2 separate regions of the Mus musculus genome follow, and region 1 is linked to region 2. Evidence: chromatin contacts called from public ChIA-PET data. All regions are on one chromosome and are shown on one strand. The core of a region is the stretch at or near the end of the contact, and the rest is flanking DNA. Distances in the headings are between cores, read along the strand shown. Region 1 holds the start of Prkcz (protein kinase C, zeta). Region 2 overlaps Morn1 (MORN repeat containing 1).

Region 1 (6,967 bases), core at 409-2,908, 230 kb after region 2:
CCGCCCTAAGGGAAGGGTGGGTCCCTCCCCTGAGGGCCTCGGCTTTAGCTTAGGGGGTTCCAGGCAGAAGAGAGTCTGTCAGCTTTAGCAGGCTCACTACAGAATCTGGCAAGCCAGAGGACACAGCTAAGCGTTCCCTTTTGGCAGGGCACTCCAGGCCAGAGTCAGGGCTGCAGACCTCAACTTTGGGTGAGGCTGGCTGCCTCCACCACCCCCAACCCCCGAAATCTTTCTTTCTCTGGCTGTACCAGAAACCCGCCTCCAAATCCAGGACCACCAGAAGTTGGCCTGAGGCTGAAAAGAGAATCTTCTACCCAGGCAAGGAACCACTTCCAAAGGACCAGTCACTTGTCTCTGTGGCTGGGACCGGCCACTCTGTAAAACTCCTAGGAATGCTGAGAGCCCAGTTCAGCCACAGGACCAGCATTCCACTCCACTCCCTTTCTCCTTCCCAAGAGCAGCGACCCTCGACCCTTGACCCTTGACCTGGGAGTACCCAGGCTGGTTCCAGGACACACAGCACCTAAGCAAGAAGCTGTCAAAGCCTTAGGCCTCTACCCTCTTCTGTCTACACAATCAGGGGCAAGATTATGGGATTCTCCGACCCAGCCTGGGCGAACCAGCCACCAGAAAACCAACACCATCACTCCGCTCTCATCACTCAATGCTCCTGGACAACCATACTAACCACTGTCATGCCCCTATCGGTCCCCTCCCCACTCCACCCTCTCCCTCCCGGAAAACAAGGCGGAATCCAGGGCTAAGGGCCGAGGCCAGCCCCCAAAACCACCTCCAGGAATGTGACGGAAAAGACCATCATCCCTGTCCTAAAAAACAGGGCAAGACTATTCTGGAGAGCTTCAAAAAGTTCTGTCCCCCGTCCCCCCCCCCCCCCCCCGAACCAAAGCTGCGAAAATGTGCTCTGGTGTTCCCACAACTTCAAGCATTCTTGTGCGTGCCATGGATCAAAGGTTTTCCTTACACTTAAACAGCGGCCAATTTGAATAATCTTGGGTGTGTTGGGTTTGTTGTTGTTTTTTTTTTTTTTTTTTTTTACTTTTTTTTTTTTTAATGCACCAGAGGTTTTCACAATCTGATGAAAACTTTTATAGACCATGCAAGTTTGTCCTTAAAGTCCCTGACTGAGACCAAGGCTAGGAGCGCAACAACACCTGCCTGCTGTGTGCGCCCAGAGAGAACTAGCTAGGCGGAGTGCGCCCCGCCCTCGAGGTTTCCCTCGGGCCACATTGAAGGGCGCCACCGCAGCTCCCGGGGCGCCTCGTCGTCGCCTCCCTGCCTCCTTCGCGCGCAGCACCCCGACAGCCCCGAAGTTCCACCGCCGCGCAACCCGCTTTGCCCGCTGTCCGGCGCTGCGCGCTCACCCGCCGTAGTGCGCCTTCAGACGGACGCGGCCGCCGCTCCGGTCCATCTTGGGGTCCGTCCTGCTGGGCATGGCGCACTCAGCCAGCCGCCGTCAGCGCTGCTTCCAGGGCGCTCCGGCCATGGCTAGCGGCCCCGGAGAAGGGCCGGGTTGCCAGGCGGGGCAGACGGCGGAACGCGGAAGGGAGCGCGCGGAAGGGAGCGCGCAGCACGGGACAGACGGCACCCGCCTCGCCAACTCCGCGGAACTTGGGCGGTGCGCGGAGCTGGGGGCACACTGGATGGGGGCGGAACCTGGCCATCGAGACGGCCAATCCACGAGGCGGGAGGCACCTGTGGCCAATGAGGGCTCCCCGGGGCCGCCACCTGGGCCAATCCTCGGGGGGCCGCGCGGCCGCGGCCCAATAACCAGAGTGCAGGATGAACTACCTGTCGGGCGCGGCCCTGGGCCAATGGGAGCGCGCACGTAGTGGCTTTGCCCGGCAACGGGCGGCGACCCGAATAGTCCAGGGACAGTCAGGCCACTCCGCCCCGTGCTTCTGAGTCTGCTGGGTCTGTTGTGCTGAAAGCCGGGCAAACTTTTTGGAGGTGCGGGTTGTCCGATGTTTTCAGACCTTCGGAGTACGAACTCCAGCTGTCCGCAGCGTCCCCGAGGTTGCGAGGAGCTGAGCAACTCCTCAAAGTGCGAGCTGGTCTGGCCCTCCGGTCCCAGCCCTCCCAACTTCAGGGGCATCCCGCATCCCCAGCCAGGAGGGCCTGTCTTTATTCGCCGCCTCTGCACCAGTTAGCTTCTCCGCCGAACAGATCTGGAGAATCGTAAGGTCTTCTTAGCCCTTCGCTTTACATTCCACACGCGTGCCTGGTTCTTCTTGGTGCCAGGCACTGAGGTGACGCTGGAGGGCTGAAAAGACGCAGCGGCCCTGATCTTACATCCCGCGTTCTCTCTAGAAGACACCTATTGGCAGCCACCTGGTCATCTTCAGATGCCTTTTTGTTTGTTTTGTTTTTTGAGACAGGCTTTCTCCGTAGCTCAGGCTGCCCTAGAGCTCTCTCTGTAGACCAGGCTGGCCTTGACCTCAGAGATCCACCTTCTTCTCGCTCCCAAGTGCTGGGATTAAAGGCATATGCCACCCCCGCAGGCTTTAAGTGGCTTTTAAACACTTTAATCTTAAAAATAATTTTTAAAAAAATGGTGGCATGCCTACAATCTCAATATTAGAGAAACGGAGGCTGTAGCCAGCCCGGTAATCCCCAGTAATGCCTCAGATAATTTTTCAAAACCCTTTGAACTCAAACCTGGTTCTCTGCACCTCTGTAGCTTCTGTCATGGCTATTAGCACTCCTTGTCCTCACCCGCCCAGGCTCCTAAGTGCTGAGATTCCAGATGTGTGTCACACTGAGTTCACAGACATATTTTTGTTTATTTTAGCGTTGGGAAATGGACGAAAGTTTTTATTTTAGGTGTATGACTGTTGTTTTGCCAGCATGTGTAGTCCTGTGTATTTGCACACCTCATGGGTGCAGTGCCCTGGAGAGGTTAGAAGAGCTCTGGGCTCACCCTGGAACTGGAGCAAGTTGTGAGATGCCATGTGGGTGCGTGGCAGGTCCTCTGCAAGGTAGCTGGTGAACCCTTAATCCTCCTGCCACACAGTCTTCCAAGCGGTTAAAATGACAGCCTGAGTTAGGCTGTGCTGCTTGGACTTTTACTTACTTTTCTGCTTGTCTGGTTGTCTGTCTCTGTGTAGCTATGTACCTGTGTATCCCATGCTGTCCTGGAACTAACTCTGTAGTCAAGGCTAGTCTCAAGCTCAGACTGCTTGTCTTCCCCCGCCCCCGCCCCCGCCCCCCCCAACATGCCGAGATTAAAGGCGTGCTCTACCATGTCCAGCTTAACCCTTAACAGCAACAGATTCAGCCAGGGTGTTGTTCTCCAAGGCTATGTCTACCTTTCTCTGGTCACAGCCTTTACATTTTACTTTTTATTGTTTTCGTTTGTTTGTTTTGTTTTGTTTTGTTTTAAAGACAAGGGCTCCCTACCCTCCACTGAGTGCCCCCAAGACCTCACATACCCCCACGCATTCTCACAGTTTCTGCATATCCTCACAATCTACAGTGCATCCTCCCTTTGAGTTCACTAAGACCCGTTTGTTGGCCTAGCCTCCCTCTCTGTGCTGGGATTATGACACAATGTCCAAGTTCTTAAAAAACAAAAAAACAAAAACAAACAAGTCAGCCCTTGCTGGGGTTGTAGTCTAGTGTTTTAAAAGCCTTTGGTTGGGGCTGGAGAGATGGCTCAGTGGGTAAGAGCACCGACTGCTCTTCCGAAGCTCCTGAGTTCAAATCCCAGCAACCACATGGTGGCTCACAACCATCTGTAGTGAGATCTGATGCCCCCTTCTGGTGTGTCTGAAGACAGCTACAGTGTACTTAGATATAATAATAAATAAATCTTTAAAAAAAAAAAGCCTTTGGTAGAAACGGGAGAGATGGCCCAACAGTAAAGAGTAGGGGTTGCCCTTCCAGAAGGGGTCTCTATTCCTAGCACCCACACCTAACTCAAATTCCAGTTCCAGGAGATCCAAGGAACTCTTCAGTCTCTGTGGTCACCAACACAGGTATGGTACACATACATACACGCAGGCCACACAACATAAATTAAAAATGTATATATTGGGCTGGAGAGATGGCTCAGCGGTTAAGAGCACTGACTGCTCTTCCAAAGGTCCTGAGTTCAAATCCCAGCAACCACATGGTGGCTCACAACCACCCATAATGATATCTGATGCCCCCTTCTGGTGTGTCTGAAGACAGCTATAGTGTAAATAAATCTTTTTTTTTTAATGTATATATTAAAAGCCTTTGGTTGTTTTCCTTGCCCTTGGGTGAAAGCTAGTTTTTCACCATGGCAGATAGGCTCATAGGACCAGGGACCTCGTTCCTTTTTGCCGTTACATTCCCCCACATTCACCCACCCCATGGATGACCTTGTATCCTCTGTCTGTGGTACCTTCTCTGATGCCTGCCCAACACACGTCTATGTAAGTGGTCTGTCCCCACCCCCATCACTAAAAGGCAACTGGACAGAAGGTGACACGGTGCCTGGACAGACACGATGAAGAACATCTATCTTGCACCAAAGTAGGAGTACACTGTGACTCTCCTGCACCTGCCCAGCAATCATGATCTAGGAAAGTTGTCCTGGCCACCTGACCAGCTCTACATGTGGCGTCCTATAGCTAGCCCTATAGCCATCTTGACCCCACTTTAGTGTATAGCTTTCAGTACTTCCTGATATACTGGAAAGAACAAGGCATGCCTTGAATGGGCTAGGCAACCTGGTGGAAAAGGGTGCTGGGGAGGTAAAATGCTGACCATGTCTATCCCACGCTGGGCAAATGCCGGGAGCACCACTCTGAGGGTGGGAAAACACAGTCTGAGGTGTGGGAAAGCTGAAGCTGGTATTCCCAGACCCCTGGGCACCTGGTCATCCATGGAGTGCCACACAGAAGAGTCAGGAACAAATGTCAGGGGTCCACAGGCTTGCGAAGAGGCCAGGACCAGGCGCTCCCAAACTCCTGGACACTCAGACTCCCCTGAGTCTCAGGAGTTGAGAGCAGAGTTGGGGACCTGCCGGCTGAGGATGGAGTCTAGCCCAGGGCTTGGGGTGGGGAGGGAAGTCCTGGCTTTGCTCACCAGTGAAGGTCCTTAGCTTGGCTGTGATGGTGGCTGAAAGCACAGAGAGGTCTTCTGCAGGAGGCTGTGGCTCTGTAGGTGAAGACCTGCTCCATGCTCCCCATGGCCGTTCTCAATGAAAGAGTCAGACAGTCCTTGGTTCCAAACTGTTTATTGGTTGTTCATCATGGAAAATGGATGTGTACCGTACCAACTTCTCAGGGTGGACCCAAGATTAAACATCTTTTGCAGCCAGGCAATGGTGGCGCACGCCTTTAATCCTAGACCTTGGGAGGCAGAGGAAGGCAGATTTCTGAGTTTGAGGCCATCCTGGTCTACAGAGTGAGTTCCAGGACAGCCAGAGCTACATGGAGAAACCCTGTCTCGAAAAACCACAAGGGTGGGGAAGGCCAGTGAGTTCAGGTTCCAGTCCCGGACCATGTACAGCCAGAGGGGCCTTAGGAGAGATGTCATGCAGTGTACTGAAGCCTCCCAGTAGAGCAGAGGACTGAGCTCTGAGGTTAACTGAAGTGGAGACTTCTAGTTTATTTGGAAAGTTATGTCAAATGTTTTGCTGGGGCACAGAGGTGAAAGGATGTCTTGCTAAAGCAAACACATGAAAGACTGTTTTCCTGAAGCAGGCATAGGGGGATGAGTGTTTTGATATAGCAGACATGTGACAGGACGCTTGGTGAGGGAGTATAAATATGATCTCACAGACAGCGGGAGATGAGCACTGAGCGTTGGTTTGGTTTGCTTGGCCTCACTATTCTTTGCTAAGGACACGCGTGTATCCATTCACCTTACATAGCGCTCTTGAGCTCAGCGTATGATAACGCCACCATTGAGAGAAACCCGCCCAAGAACTGCTCATGAGGTAGGTTCCTGTGGCAGATTGCCACCTCTGCAGCCTCGTCTCAGGCTGGTTGGCGAGCCTGGTGGTTTCTTCAGAACTGAACTACGGCTGCTGGTTCCTGCCTGGCGTCGGCCTGCCTAGAGGACTGGTCTGCAGCTGCTGAGTCATATTTGGTGTTTGCTACGGGACTAAACTGCTGCCAAAGAGGATCAAACCCACCCCCAAAGAACTATTGCTGAATAGGTCCACTTCCCCCCATCCTAATAACTTTTCTCTTCTACTACCTCTACTGAGTGGTGGATTATAGAAGAGGTTGAACCCTTATTAAAAGTAGGTTGCAAAAAATGTATGCCTATGGTTCAAACCAGTGTCCTAAGAGCTTCCCCAGCCCCTAACTACCCTTCCTTTTGGCCATTCTCTCCTGAGGCCAGTATTTGCAATGCAAAGCAACCTCCAGGCCTATGGGAGCAGGTCACAGCAGGAACTCCCAAATCAGAACCCCCAACCTGTGAGGCTCCAGGGTGAAGGGACCTGCAGGTTTCCCCTGGGAACTGTGTCGGGGTGTTGCCTGGCAGCAGACAACAGGATTTGTTTCCCAGTTCACCAGTGAACACTTGGCTGGGTGTTCCCATGGCCTCTCCAGGCACCCAGTGTAATGAGTGGGATTTCTGGGGCCACATGAGCTCCAGACTCTGTCCACCAAGGCGGGGGCAGGGTTTCCACCAGCTTCCATGGAGACCCGACCAGACCAGTCATAGTGAAGCAGAAAGGCAGGTTTCCAGAGCTTCCTCCCTGGTGGGTAGGGTTTGGAGGTGACCCTCAGAACCTGTGAGGTGAGGCAGACCCCAGCATGGGGCGGTTGGGGCCGCAGACAGGAAACTGGCTGGGCCACTGGAGGCAGATCCTTTCCATGTCCTAAAGTTTCTGTGGTTCCCCAGTTTTCCACAGACACTGGATACTCCCAAACACAAACCGTTTTCCAAATGAAGATACAATTAAAAATGGGTTTATACAGATTCAATTTCTGAGAAGATGAGGCCGTCCATGAAGCCCCTTCCC
Region 2 (6,842 bases), core at 186-2,685:
ACTCCTATTGACAGCACTGTTCCCCTATCTGATAACAGCTCAGTGGCTTATCACTCCTCGGCAGTAAGATCTTAAGCCTTGAGGAGGCTTTTGCCTTATCTCTCTTATGGACCACGTTTGCAGACTGGGTGGACACAGGTGAAGTGGTTGCCCCAGGGTGAACTGAGTAAGAGGGACACACCACAACCAGAGAGATTCCCGGCAGCTGGGGCAAAACTGGTCAGGACATCCCCAGGTGTTACCTGCAACAGTCTGTGTAGCATGATGGGAAGGGAACACCAAGCCCTGGGGACACAAGAGGTGGCTGGTGAGAGGGACTCTAGGGCTATCTGAAGAATGGGTAGCCTCAGGGTGCAGAGGGGAAGGGCTCAGTCTGAGGATTGAGGAGGGGGTTGCTCTGTCTGAACCAGTCTTATGCTGGGGGCAGGGGTGAGAAGTGAGTTCCAGGGCAGCCTGGGGACAGAGAGCCCAGGTGGGACCATCACAGCCTGGGCTCAAGCACAAGGCTCCAGAGTTGCCCAGGGAGCAGAATAGTGAGAAGAGTGGGGACACGGGACTGGACAAAGGCTGTTTCTCTGTTAAGGGGGAGGACAGGAGTTGTGTCTAGAGGCTCAAGTGCTTGTGGCTGTACTATGTGGATATCCTGGGACAGTGTGTGTCTATTGCAGGAAACTGTGTATCTGCTCTCCCAGGGGTAAGGAGTTGGGGCTGCGCTGAATGAATGTGACACTCAAGAAGAGAGAGAAGGGGGTCTGCTCAGAAGAACAGAGACCAACTTAAGTGAGGGGTACCCGCAGCAGGGCCTGGTGTGGTGTGGGGCTGGGCAGTAGCCAGTGATGATGGGGTAGGACAGGTGACAGTCAGGACAGGTGACTGTCCCCCCGAAGCCTGGGTGCAGAGGGACAGGTGACAGTCCCCCCTCCCCTTGAGTTTGGGTACAGAGGGACAACTGACAGTCCCCTGAAGCCAGGGCACAGAGGGACAGGTGACAGTCCCCCAAAACCTGGGTACAGAGGGACAGGTGACAGTCCCCTGAAGCCTGGGTGCAGAGGGTACTGACTGTGTTCTTATGAAACCTGGGTCCTCATCCGCCGTGGACAAGCCATGGACAGAAGCATACATGTTCCTGGGCAGCTGAACTGTCAGTCAGCTTCACCTCACACTTCTAAGAGCAACCAGCAAGGCCTCCAGCTGGCAGTCCTGCCAAGTGGCCCCTTTCCTCCAGGGAAACCGCATACTTGTGGGTGCCTCTCTCCCCTTTCCTCAGCCATGAGTCACCCCTCCTCTAAGAGCTCCCACCAGATACGCACAGGGTTAGTATAGGGGGAGCAGCTGAGGACCTTGGGTGGCCTGCCTGAACACCATCCCTGCAGAGCAAAGGCCTGTTGAGGCAGCAGTCTGTTATGCCCCAAGGATCAAAGAGGCAAAGGCAGGAAGTGAAGGCCTCTCTGACTTGTAACAAGTGTTGTGGCCTACCAGGCAGCCTTTCTTGGGGCAGGGAGAGGTCTGCCACACATCCAGACGGCCTCAAGTGCCAACCCTGTGTAGACTGAGGAGCTGGACTCCATGTCATCCTTCCCATGAAGCATTGTGGTTAGCATCAGTAATGGGAATGTCCTGTTGTCATGGCTACCGTTCATCTTGTCTGAACTTGCAGTTTCCAGCAACAACATGGCAGCAGGGAGGTCATCAGATGAGCGGCACTGAGCAGCTGCTCTGGAGGTGCCAGCTGGCCGCTGTGACTTCTGGAGAAGTCCTTTAGCTGTGTGACCAGAACCTCCTAGCCCGAGGGGTGCAGACATTCATAGCCTTGGACCCATCAGATCCTGCTGGGTCTGTACACTACTCCACTCCCTAGAACCAGTACATGGCCAGTCAGAGCCTGACGTACAGGGCCACCCAGCAGTCACCCTAACTGTGCACAAGCCTCTGAGATATGAAGACAGAGCTGGGATCTTAATGCCAAAAGTTGCTCCTTTTCTTTGTTTGTTTTCTTTGTTTTTTTTCAAGACCCAGTTTCTCTGTAACCCTGGCTGTCCTGGAACTTGCTCTGAAGGAGGTGGCAGAGCACAGCCCACATGGTCCTCCAGTGTACAGAGAGCTAGAAACCACGTTGTCAGCATTGCGGTTCCCAGTCACTGCCCAGGACATCAGTGGTGCAAGGCACAGAGCTGCGGGGAAGGACGTTAGCTCAGAAATGCCCTTGCATAAGAAAAAGGTTTTTATTAGTGCACCATAAGACAAAATTAATACACCTCTGAGAGAAATAATTCTCCCACCTGTAATCTGGAGATATTTCAGAGGCCCAGCTCTTGCAAACCGGGGCTCTGGGGAAGGGACATTAATGTCTCTGGCCCCAGGGCCCTGTCTAACACAGAGATGAAAGATGCTCCCCCACTCAGCCTAGTCCCACCAAGGAGCCGGCCAGAGTCTTCCTATCTGAAGACCCCTTTTCCTCAAAGAGACATTGTCTTAAGGCATCTCAGCACCCTTAATGATGCTGGCCCAAACTGTACCCCCTCTTCGAACTGCCCTCTGTTCTACCCTTGTCTTCCTGCCTTTGCTGTGCAAGTCTTTCATGAAACACCCCATCTCCTCTGTAGCTCATCTGAGGCTCCTGCTCTAGCCAGAGTCCCCCTACACACACACACACACACACACACACACACACACACACACAGACACCATCTTGGACCTCTGGCTCTTAGGAGGTCACATCTCTTCTCCAATAAAGAACCTTCAGGATAAGGGCCATTGGAAGGACCCTGGAGCTTAGTCCTACAGGAAAGTGGACTGTGGTGTGCTATGTGTTTGGGAAGGACCACCTGTCCACTCTGACCGTGCCTTGCCACTCTGCTGCCCCACCCACGCTGCCTGCTCTATAGCCCTCTTCGCACACTCCCTTCCACACACTGTCCTATCCACTCTGCCCGGCCCATGCTTCTGATCCAAGCTCCTCTTGTCTGCCCTGCGTGTCCACAGTTATCTCCCAGCCTCCACACTTCCCTGTCCACACTCCTCTCTCTTTTGGGCTAGCTGAGAGAAATACCCAGGACAAAGGTTTGTCCCCAGCCAGGCTCTGCTTCGTGCCCCCCGTCCACTCACCCGATGACAGTGAAACTCTCCGTCTGCTCAGGGTTCACAGGGCCTCTCTCTGTTTTATTTTTCCGGGTAAAACTTCCGCCCAGCCAGGAGACACAAACCCTGCTGTCAGCAAGTGGACCACGGCTGTGCCGAGTTTGTGGACATCCTCCTCGGAGCCCCTCCGCCTGGCATGCAGCCTTACCTGTTCCTGCCCGGCACGCTGGAGGTAGGCCTCGAGGCCATAGGGGGATCTGCTTTACCACCCCAGGCTCCTCTGAACCTTTTCTCTCCTTCTGCCTGACCCACAGAAGACTCTCGGCAGGCCTAAAGGTGGCCCAAGTTCCCCAGAGGTGCTGCCCACTGCCCAGGAACCTCTAAAAGGCACCAACAGGTAAGATGTGCACTAGCTGGGGTCTGCCGCAGCCAAGCCCCGGCCTTTGTCACCTACCTTTGGCACCTTAGCTGCCTCTAGGCCTGCCTCTCTGAGGGCACCATGGTGAGGGGCCCTGCGAGGTGAGGGTCAGGAGTTGTAGGGCGTCTAGGAAGACAGACCACATGCCCAGAGCCTGTCACCAGAGAGTGAGCCTCCGAGTGCAGCACCCATGTCTCTATGGCTGATGGCCACTCTCTAAGTAGCTCACCCAGTAAAAGCCCAAGGGGAACAAGAGAGTGCTACTGTCCTCTTGCTGCAAGCCCTACACCCCAACACCAGGTGGAGCCCCAGGAGGCCTGGTAGCAGGGTCCAGGGAAAGGCTACAGGTCCCTCAGAAGTAGTTAGCACTCAACAATGGATATATATCAGGCAGGGATCACTGGAGCAGGTGGGGCACTCAGAGAATGGACATGTTTTCCCAACCTTCCATGCCAGGGTATGCTGTGCGTATACCCAGTCAGGCGCCGTAACTAGCCCCCTGTCACAGGAGAAGCAGCTGAGGTATGAGGGCTTACCATTCAGCAATGGCCCTCTTAAATCAAGTCTGGATTTCTGTCTGACAAATCTGAGGGCTGCTTGTCACCGTGAGAGGTAAAGAGACAGCGTGTCTGCCGACTCAGCAGGATGTGGCAGCCAGCGCCACCCCCACTGCTCTAGCACCTATGAGCCATGGCATGGTAGGTACCTTGTAGAACACCAGCACCCACATACCAGGTGTTCCGCTAGTGAAACATGTGGGGTGTAGGCCTTATTGGACCTAGTTGGAGCATGAAGTCCTAACAGTTCCTGAGAGACTAGCCAGCAGGGCTGGCAAGAGCCAAGGAGGCCTGTGGACTAGAGAACATTGCTCCTGAAGTAGCCAGGAGAGAGCTTAGGAGACAGGTGAAGGGTGCCTGCAGTTACCAGCCGGATCTCTCGGGAGATTGTGGCAGCCTTCTTCCCTATGCAGAGGGCAGGAGCCCAAGAGTGTCCTGAGAGAACTGCCTTAGTGTGGGGCTCACACGAAATGCCCAGCGCAGGGCCAGAGCAGACTGACCCAACAGCAAGGCTAGAGAGAAGAGCTGTGCGTGCTGGGGCTGGAAGGAGGGCCTGTGGCCTGCCAGAGCTGAGCTGCCTGCTGGCGCTCCTGCAGCAGGATTGCTCATCGGTGACGCAGTGGGTGTAGGACGAGCCAGGAACACTGGAGGCTGGTAAAGTGCTGGCAGACTGACAAGCCTTTGATGCCCCTTAAAAGGCGGCACTGGGACAGAGCCTCGTACAGCGGGAGATGTGTCCCGTGCTACTCTGAGTCAGGGTCTGTGAATCGACCACGGAGCGTGTTTGTACAACAGCCAAAGCTGATTTAAAAATATAACCAAGATCTGGCTAGTGTAGAGCTACCATGGGCCCAGTGTTTCCTCCTAGAGAGGATATGAGAGCTGACAGTGAGCACCAGGGTCATTTACGTTTGCTACCTCAAGGCCCAGGGTGCTCTGCCTCACCCTGTGGAGATCCACTGCCAAGGCTGTCAGGAACACGTTTCTTCCTTCAACCAAAGGCTTTTGTTGCCTCCTTCAGAAAAGATGGAAGATAGCCAGGCCCTTTCCCACCCACCGCCCACTAAGGAGCTCTAAGGTGTCTGGAACTAAGTGACCACAGAATAAGAATCCTGGACCCCAAGAAGCAGCCAAGTCGTGTGCAAATGCAAAGTGGCCCATGTGCTCAGTGTGTGCTTGGGACCCTGCTTGGCCTGTTTTCTGTATTTCCTCTGACAGCAGAGTGTTCCTGGCTACAGGCAGTCATCAGACTCCACCTTCCACTACCGAGATGAAGGTCATTCTCCTGGGAGCCTTGCCTCTGAGCAGCCGCGGGTCTCCTGTTTCCAGAATATTGAAACACCAGGGCGAACTTTAAGATTTTTTTATTCGTTTATTTTTGAGATAGGATCTAGTGTAGCCCAGGCTGGCTGACGGTTGTTGAGGGTGACCTTGAATTTGCAATCCTCCTGCCTCCCACTGCTAAGTGTTAGGGTTACAGGCCTGCACTGCCACCCCTGGTTTATATAGTGCTGGGAATGGAACCCCGTGTGTGTGCATAATAGGCAAGCAGTCTACCAACTGAGCTACATCCCAGAGAGGCAATGTGGTTAGAGCAACTGTCATCTATACACAAACCTTGGCCTCATGAAGCTCCCCAGCCACCTCAGTACCATGTTCTCGGGGCCATGAGGTCTCTTGTCTCTTCTGACTTGGCCACCCTTACCATGCAAATGCTGTCTTCTAGGAATGCTCACCTCAAGGCATTGTCCAGGGCTCCTCAGTTCTGTCCCCTAAATACCTCAAATCTCCTGTGAGAGTTTGTCCCTTTCCCTAGAAAGAATGTGGGAGCCTTGGGCAGGGTCTGTCCCCACTTTGTCCCCAGGACCTGTGGCAATCAAAGGATTCCATCCTCCTCCTGTTGTTCAGTTATCAGGTCCTTAAGTCCTTTGACCTTCCAGGATTCTAGGACACCTGTCTTTTCCAGAAGCATTGCCTAGCCCTGCAATCTAGGAGGGCTCCAATATCTTGGTTTGCACTGAAGAGCCCAGTAGCCTCATGGGGGTGTCCTTCTGGCCTGATCCCCTCACCTAAGTAGGGCATCCTTGAGGGCCTCAGGCTAGGTACGGGGAAGAGTGAAGGCCACCAGCTGCCGCTCTGTATAAGGAGCCTGGCTGGTGAGCCTCTGCTGGACTCCTGAGGTCTGAGCTTGGAGTCAAAAAGACTCAGACCAGACCTGCAGTGCTTCCCCTCCCCCAGTACTCAGAGAGCGCGAATTCAAGTGTTCCTCAGCCCCCGAGTCTTCTGTCATGTTGGCACCATATCACCTCTGACCCCAGACTACTCAGACCTAGCATGGGGCCCCAACCCCACCTGGTTCTGCCTGTTGGCCTACTGCTGCCCGGCTACCGGGAACACCTTGAGGATCTGTGACCCAGCATTTGCCATACTTTGTGCCCGAATGTTCTTACCACTCCCAACCACACAGAGACACAGCCATGGAGTTACAGCTGTCCCGAGCAAACCCTTGCTCTGGTTCTTCCAGGGATCTCCAAGAGGGTCTAGCTGTGATCACTTGGGTCCCTAGCTTTCTAGTTAGTCTCTAGAGAGAGGTAGGACCGCAGGGCTACATCCCCTGTCCCTGCCTAGCCCAGCTGGACTGGCTGCCATGCCTGGTTCATAGTTCATAACCTTCCCTCTCTCCTGGCAAAGACTGGAGTCTGAGGCCAAGATGCCAAGGAGGGAACAGTTTCAGCCAGCTCAGGTATGCACATTTCAGACATCACACTGCACACTGACTCAGCCTGCCA

Evidence for each region. ChIA-PET counts read pairs in DNA pulled down with a chosen protein or histone mark.
Region 1: an RNA polymerase II ChIA-PET map of memory CD8 T cells shows a contact between it and region 2, with 7 read pairs. The contact joins the promoter of Prkcz here to the enhancer-like site in region 2. A contact is called at or near these places in 3 of 39 promoter capture datasets (liver and pre-B cells), 2 of 115 datasets of contacts at active chromatin or transcription factors (memory CD8 T cells and microglia) and 2 of 9 other capture datasets (adipose tissue and pancreatic islet).

What each region holds. Positions count from the first base shown.
Region 1 is chr4:155,359,770-155,366,736 of GRCm38.p6, forward strand. Prkcz (protein kinase C, zeta) reads right to left here and starts at 1,659. Exons shown (of 18, transcript NM_008860.3): 1 at 1,383-1,659. The coding sequence starts at 1,453.
Region 2 is chr4:155,125,491-155,132,332 of GRCm38.p6, forward strand. It overlaps Morn1 (MORN repeat containing 1), which reads left to right. Exons shown (of 14, transcript NM_001081100.1): 11 at 3,189-3,310; 12 at 3,393-3,475. Among named protein-coding and RNA genes, the nearest start is that of Morn1, 42 kb to the left of the region's middle. Within about 2 kb of position 1,436, at least 90 of the 459 cell types and tissues checked have an H3K27ac peak or open chromatin away from gene starts, as enhancers often do. A contact at or near this core is called in memory CD8 T cells, where this site is marked.